2 separate regions of the Sus scrofa genome follow, and region 2 is linked to region 1. The links are chromatin contacts, called in public HiChIP or PLAC-seq maps. All regions are on one chromosome and are shown on one strand. Each heading gives the region's core, a stretch centred on a gene start, on an enhancer-like site or on the middle of the called end of the contact. The rest is flanking DNA. Distances are from core to core; before and after follow the strand shown.

What was found. HiChIP or PLAC-seq counts read pairs in DNA pulled down with a chosen protein or histone mark.
Region 2: an H3K27ac HiChIP or PLAC-seq map of alveolar macrophages shows a contact between it and region 1. The contact joins the promoter of ELF4 here to the promoter of ZDHHC9 in region 1. A contact is called at or near these places in 1 of 47 Hi-C or Micro-C datasets (embryonic fibroblasts) and 1 of 2 datasets of contacts at active chromatin or transcription factors (alveolar macrophages).

What each region holds. Positions count from the first base shown.
Region 1 is chrX:106,434,198-106,437,372 of Sscrofa11.1, reverse strand. ZDHHC9 (palmitoyltransferase ZDHHC9) reads left to right here and starts at 1,296. Exons shown (of 11, transcript XM_003135365.5): 1 at 1,296-1,482; 2 at 1,832-1,902; 3 at 3,079-3,175.
Region 2 is chrX:106,659,219-106,662,660 of Sscrofa11.1, reverse strand. It overlaps ELF4 (ETS-related transcription factor Elf-4), which reads left to right and starts at 1,321. Exons shown (of 9, transcript XM_003135369.4): 1 at 1,321-1,633. LOC106507037 (a long non-coding RNA gene) reads right to left here and starts at 1,644. Exons shown (of 4, transcript XR_002340829.1): 1 at 1,535-1,644.

The sequences.
Region 1 (3,175 bases), core at 47-2,546:
AAGGCCACCTTCAGCCCTTTCTCATATTTCCTCTTATATTTGGAAACCAAGAGCCATACTAGTGGAAACAGACCTTGTGTCTTTTATTTTTATCTTTTTAGGGTCGCACCGGCAGCATATGGAGGTTCCCAAGCTAGGGGGTCTCATCGGAGCTGTAGCTGCCGGCCTATGCCACAGCCACAGCAACGCAGGATCCGAGCCCGTCTGCGACCTACACCACAGCTCAGGGCAACTTGGGATCCTTAACCCACTGAGCAAGGCCAGGGATCAAACCCGCGTCCTCATGGATACTAGTCGGGTTTGTTAACCACTGAGCCACAACGGGAACTCCCCACCTTGTATCTTTTAAAGTCTGCTGTGTAATATTGGTTCGGTGGTTCTCCATTGTTTTCCCCACTCCAACCTTGACCGTCTAAAGGATGAGGCGCACTCAGATCAGTAGCAGCGGCTCACTGTGGCAATAACTGCGGGGGCAGGTTATTGAAGGAAAGAATGAATGTGGTTGGTGGGTGGAGATTCTGCCTTAGATACCCGCTCCCCCGCCCCATTATCACAAGCTCTTCAAAGCTAGTAGTAATTTACAAGCTCTTTGGCAAGCTACTTCATTATCTACCTGGATGAATGTACTTCCTGTCAGTAGAGTTTCTCTAACCCCGTCACTGTCAATTTTTTTTGTTTACGATACTGCAAAGAGATTTGACGTTCTTGGGCACAGTTATCCCCTTCACGTTCCTTTTTCGTTTGTTTTGTTCCGAAAGCCTTAGAGTTGCAGGCCAGGGTGACTAGAACAAGAGGTGGGGTCCCTAATTAATGAATGGGACTTGGGAGGCAGAGGGCTCGTTTTTACGCCGGTAAGGAGTAAAATTCCGAGTCGCGGTTGATTTCATGCAAATAGGGCTGGAGAGGCCCAGGGCGGACCTAGTTTGGGGTGAGCACCCGGATCTGCGAGCCCGTGTTGCTTCAGCGTCTCACCATGCGTGTGGGGGGAGGCTGGCCCCCGGTCTCTCCTGGTCCCATCGGCACTAACCTTCACCCCAGTCTCTGCGGAACTATATTATTAGAAAGCGACACTCCACACACTGCCGCTCAGACGCCAGAGGGAGGCTGCCAGTGGCTTGGCAGGTGGGCACGAAGCCGGGAGATGGGTGGGGGAGTGGGGCGGAGGCATCGTCGAGTGGCGTTTGGGTCAGCCAATGGTAGTTCGGAGCTGGGGTGGCAGGGGCGGAGGCGCCGAGGCCGATCAGCCAATGGAGGGCGAGCAACTACTGGAACGACCTGGTGACGTGAGGAGCGTTCCATTCGGCCAGCGGTGGGCGGTTGCCACAGCTGGTTTAGGGCCCGGACCATTGGGGCCCCTTGTCAGGAGGAGGCAGCCTTCGGGCTGGGGAGTAGTCGCTGCCACCTCGGGCGGCCGACGCGGTCCCCTGGGATAGTGCACTTCCTGGCCTCGTTTCCCCGCTGAGTTCGCTCTCCGGGGTTCAGGTAACAAGGAGTGGGGGTGGGGGTCTCCGGAGCTCGGCCGCGTGGTGGGCTGCCGCCCCCTCCGCTGCACCGGGACGCGCGGACCTGGCCCTGCCCTTCTCGGGCTCCGCGCCTGCCGAGCCCGCGGCTGAGGGTGACTACACGTGGCGGGGCGTGTGTGAGTGTATACGAGCGTGCGGAGGTGGCGCGCGTCCCAACCTGCCCGGGGCGGTGGTCGGCGGCGTGGCCGAGGCAGGGCGGGCCTCCCGAGGCCGCGCCCGCCGCCGGTCCGCCTCGAACTCTGGCCTCGGATCTCGGGCCGCTGGGCCGGTCCCTGGTTCTCGACGGATTTTGATCTTTGTTCTGCCAGGCCCAGCTCTCCTCCTTCCTGGTCTCTCTGCTCCCGCTGGGCTGGTTTATTAGGAGGAGATTGTTTTCCAGGTTAGTTTTACACAAAGGAAGTGTTAACTGCACCTCTGGTGCCCCCTCCCTTTTCCCAAGCCTTCCACCCTCTCCTTTCCCTGCTCAGCTCCTAGGTTCTCTTTGGACCCTTGCCCTCTCCAGCCCGGGAATGATTTCAAGTTGGTTGTTTCTCATCAGTCAGTCGGGCTGCAGGCTTCCACCTCATTCTTGCCAGCACTGGGCATGTGGTATCAGTAAATAGAGGCCACAGCACCACACCTGAGAGAAGGGTGGCCTTGGCAGAGAAAGGTCTGGGGATTCAGGATGCTAAGTGGAGATGGTACTTCCGAAATGTCCCAGAAAGCACCCTTATGACTTTTCTTAACTGCTGCTATCCCTCCCCCGCCCTCCAGCCCTATCAGAACCTCTCCTGCTTCAGGCAGCCTTTCACCTACAGGTTTGTGATGTGGTTTCATTAAGAGTCCCACAAATGTTAGGCTAGACCAGCAAGATTGGTTCATTTCCCAGACTCAGGAAGTTAGGAGGGTTTGATTAGGGGAAATCTGTTTTGAGTAAATACAACCTGGGTTTGTGTACAGAATGTCCAAAACCTCCTAGCTCTGCCAGAGGATGACTTGTTCGCTGGTGTGATTCATATTTGACCGGCTAATTGAAGAAAGAAAGTGAAGAAGTGGAGAAGCGGAGAGAATGGTTCCTTAAGAATAGAGATTCTTACTGTTATTTTCAGAGTCCTCTTCATGATGATTATAAAACAATATGGTAGAGTGGAAAGTGCCCTGGCCTGAAAGTCAACAGACTTGTTTGTTTTCTTGGCTTAGCCTTGTGGCCTTGTGACCCTAGATAAGTAATTTCCCCTCTTTGGTCTTGACTTTACTCATTTCCAAAACAAAGTAATCGGACTAACACCTATAAAAATCCCTTCTAGTTCCAAAGTTCTCTGGGAATCACATCATCAATATTACAGTGGAAGTAACGGAGTATATTTAAGAAGATATACTAGCCCCCTTCTCTTTTTGAGCGCCTTTAACTTTTTCTTCTGCTAGGGGACGAAAACAGATTAGAAATAAACTTCCCCATTTCTTCACCCAACACCCCTTCAGGCGTTGCTCCTCTTTCTGCCTCTGGGAAGGAAGATTGAACTGCATTTTCTTGTTCCTGCCTCATTTTTTTCTGTCTTCTTGTGTTTTTTCTTAGGGCTGGAAATTGGACTTTTGATGATGTTTGACCCGGCGGCAACAATAGCAGGCAACGTGATTTCAAAGCTGGGCTCAACTTCTGTTTCTTCCCGCTT
Region 2 (3,442 bases), core at 72-2,571, 230 kb before region 1:
CAAGTGAAATATTGCTCTTGGCTCTTTATTCAGGGACTTAGGTTTAGGTAGACAAGAGGTCTCAAGGTGCCCCGGTGCCCCAGTCCAGCCCCTGGGTCTTTCCCTGGAAACTCTGCAGCTGTCTTCCCCACCATCATCCACCACCAGCCCTGTTCCCCTGTGCTGTGCCAGGGACTATCCTTTCCTGCGGCTGGGGAAGCAGACAGATGCTGGTGGCTGAGCAGATCCCTGAACCTCAGGCCCTCGGACCACCCCCACCTCTCACAGGGCCTCCTCCCCTGGGGCCCTTTCCGCTTTGCTGCTTTCTGCCAAGGAGATGCCGGCCTGAGGCCTGGCTGGGCCCCTCCCCCAGACCATGTAGAGCCATAAGAAGTGACAATTCCCAGCCAACTCCCCCCGCTTAGAACCTCCTGGCTGTGGGATCAGGTTGGGGTAGCTGGTAGGGCTGCTGGGGCAGGTCAGAGGAGAGGGTAAGGGGGAGGTAGAATGGGAGACTGGGGTTCAAGTGGGTGCCTTAAGCAGAGCAGCCTGGCTTTGGACAGAAGAGGGACACGAGCTTTTTTCCCAGCACCCCAACTCTGGCCACCTTTGCACCTGCTGCACCGGCCCCTCTCCCCCCAACCCTCCCCCCCATTCATATCCTCCTGGCCTCGCCCACTGGGAGCCCTAGGCTCCACTTCCCTAAGAAATCCCCCAAACTCTCTAGTCACGCCCAGTGCACGATGCATTGGCCTGGGATCCCGCGGTGTCTGGCGTACCATCCCGAATTGTATCCTCTGGGCATCTCCCGGCCTCACCCACCCGCTTGGCCCGCCCTCACGCCAGGTCCGCCACACAGCAGGCGCTCAATAATAATCTGGAGCGCAGGGCCAAAGGCGTCAAGCGAGTGGAGCCCACAGGCCGAGGGGGCCGGACACAGCCACCCGGAGCCCCCCCCGCCCCCGTCCCCCCACCCCGGGAATGGAGTGGCTTTCTCCGCGAGGCATTGTGTGGGGGCTCCCCGCCGGGAGCTGCGGGGGTCCCCGGGAAGCGCCGCGTGAGGGACGCTGGGCGCGCGCCGTGGGGCTCTGCGGGAGCCGGGTTCTCGTGGTCCCCCGGGGGCGAGCGAGCCGGGAGGGGAAGGAGAGGCCGCGCGGGCCCCTGGCACGGCTCCCCCTGCCGTGCTGGCGACCGCGGCGGGCCGGGGGTGGAGGGGCGCTGTTTCCACCAAGACGCCTCGTCCCTCCCTCGCGCCCTCCCCCACCCCGCCCGCCCGCGGTCCCTCCCGTCGGTCCCTCCCTCAGGCTCTTCCCTCCCTCCCGCCCTGCCTCCTTCGCGCCCGCCCCAGCCGCCGCCTGCGGGGACGTGTGTGTCTCTAGTGCAATTTCCCCTTTCGCTCGGTTGTCTGAGTGCAGGTCTCCGCTGGCTCGCGCCCCCTCCCCGGGCGCCCCCGCCGCCCCCTCCCCCGGCCTGGCCCTCCCCGGCGTCCACCCGGCTCCCCTCGCACTCCACCCCGCCCCCCGGAGTCGTTTTATCAGGGGCGCCGCCGTCTCACCTGGTATTTGCATCTCGCCCTCCAACTTGCCATTGGCGGCGCGACGTGTGGGAGAGCCCTGCGCCTCGCCCGCCCGGACCAGCCTGCCCCGGCGCCGAGGTGAGTCACGGGCGCGGGGCCGCGGGGGCAGGCGGGCAGGGAGGAGAGGAGGGAGGGAAGGAGGGAGGGGGACGGTGGCCCCGGCGGCCGCGGGGACCGACCGGGCGCCGCGCTCAACTTCCACTTCTCCTTTCGCCGGCGCCGAGGTCCCGGCTCCACTCGCCGGGCCCGGCTTCTGAGGGGAGAAGGCGGGCTGGCGGGGCTGAGGATCGGCGTCCCGGCCCTTGGAGCGGGGAGCTAGACCCCGGCCTGACGACCGAGCCCTCTCGGCCTCAGGTACGTCGATGGCGCCAGTTCTCCGAGCCTTCGGGGACCTCGGAAAGTTTGCCTGAGGGCGGGATCGGGGACGCCGGGGCCGCCCCGGGGCGTAGGGGTTGGGGGCCCAGGAAAGGGTGGGAGAGCGGCGGCGTGTCGCGTCCCGCCCTTGCCTCGCCCCACCGCGTGTTCAGTGGGGAACCCGGACTCCTGATCCCGGGTTTGAAGCGGAATCGATTTCCCGTGTCAGGGTGGGGGCCGGTCTGCGCGCTCCCGGAGCAGCCCGGGGTCCGTGACCGGGCCGATCGTGACAGCCGGCCCCCAAAGCTCGGGGCCCGAGGGCGGGAGGTCGGGCCTCACTGCGGCGGGGCTGCTAGATTGATCTGGCGGCCTCTAGGGCTTCTGGGACCAGACGCCTTAGGGTAACACACACACACACTCTCTCTCTCTTTCTCTCTCTCTCTCTCTTTCCCTTTCCCTCTCTGCCTCTACACACACACACACACACACACACACACACACACACACACACACACACACACACACACACACACACCTATGACTTGGATAATTGGATTGCCAAAATAGAGACCTCTTGGCAGCGGCCAGAGTTTCCGTGTGAGCCGGCCGCCAGCCTTCCCGCTCCCGCGTTCCCGCTCTCCCGGCTTCTCCCGCCTCTCTGTTCCCTCCTCTGCCGCCGGCTCGGGGACGCAGCAGCCGCGCAGCGCCGGTCCCCGACCGTCAGCGCCTTGCCTTTGGAGACCGCTGAGGCGGCGGCTTTCTGAATTTCTGGTCCCTCCATCGCACCCTCACTCTGCCGCCCTTCCCTCGGGATGCAGCCTTCCTGACCAGAGTCGCCTCCTGACCCCTTGGCTCCGCGCCTTGGCCAGGTTGTCCCTGGCTACCCCCCGCCACCACCCCCACCACACCCCAGCCATGGGATTTGATGGCCGTTTGATTCCTGCCCCTCATCCCTCTGCCCGAGATAGAAGCCTGTCTGGTCCTGCAGCTTCTTCTGGTTAATGTTTGACAGTTCGTTGTGGCTAATCATTTTAATTAGCTCTTAAAGTGGGGAGGAACAGTTAACCTTGGACTTCTCGATTTTGGCCTGGTGGGGCCTCATATGGGAGGAGTGCTGGGGAGGTGGGGAGGTAGCAGCGGAAGTGAGATCACCACCCCAGGGCCTGAGCCACCACTGCTTGGCCCCAACAGCTGGTGGGCACGCCCATCAGGGACTCACCCCCTGCGAGCTAACCCCTGGCCTGAGTGTCAGCCTTGTGTGGGGGGGTGGGGTGGCGAAGGGATCAGATCTAGCTCTTCCCTGTGGGGAGACAGGGCACTTTGGCACTGAAAATGCCCAGGATCACCTTTGCAGGGCAAGAATGCAAATTCCTCCTGGCAGATTGTTACGTAGGGTTTTTACCAGTTATAAGGGGCTTTCTCGACCATTAATTCAGTGGACCCACAGCAGGAACAGTTTAGGACTTAACTATCCTGGCCAATGTGGGGAAGAGACTGCCTCGCAAGTGGTTGTCTCTGGGAGTGGGTTCAAAG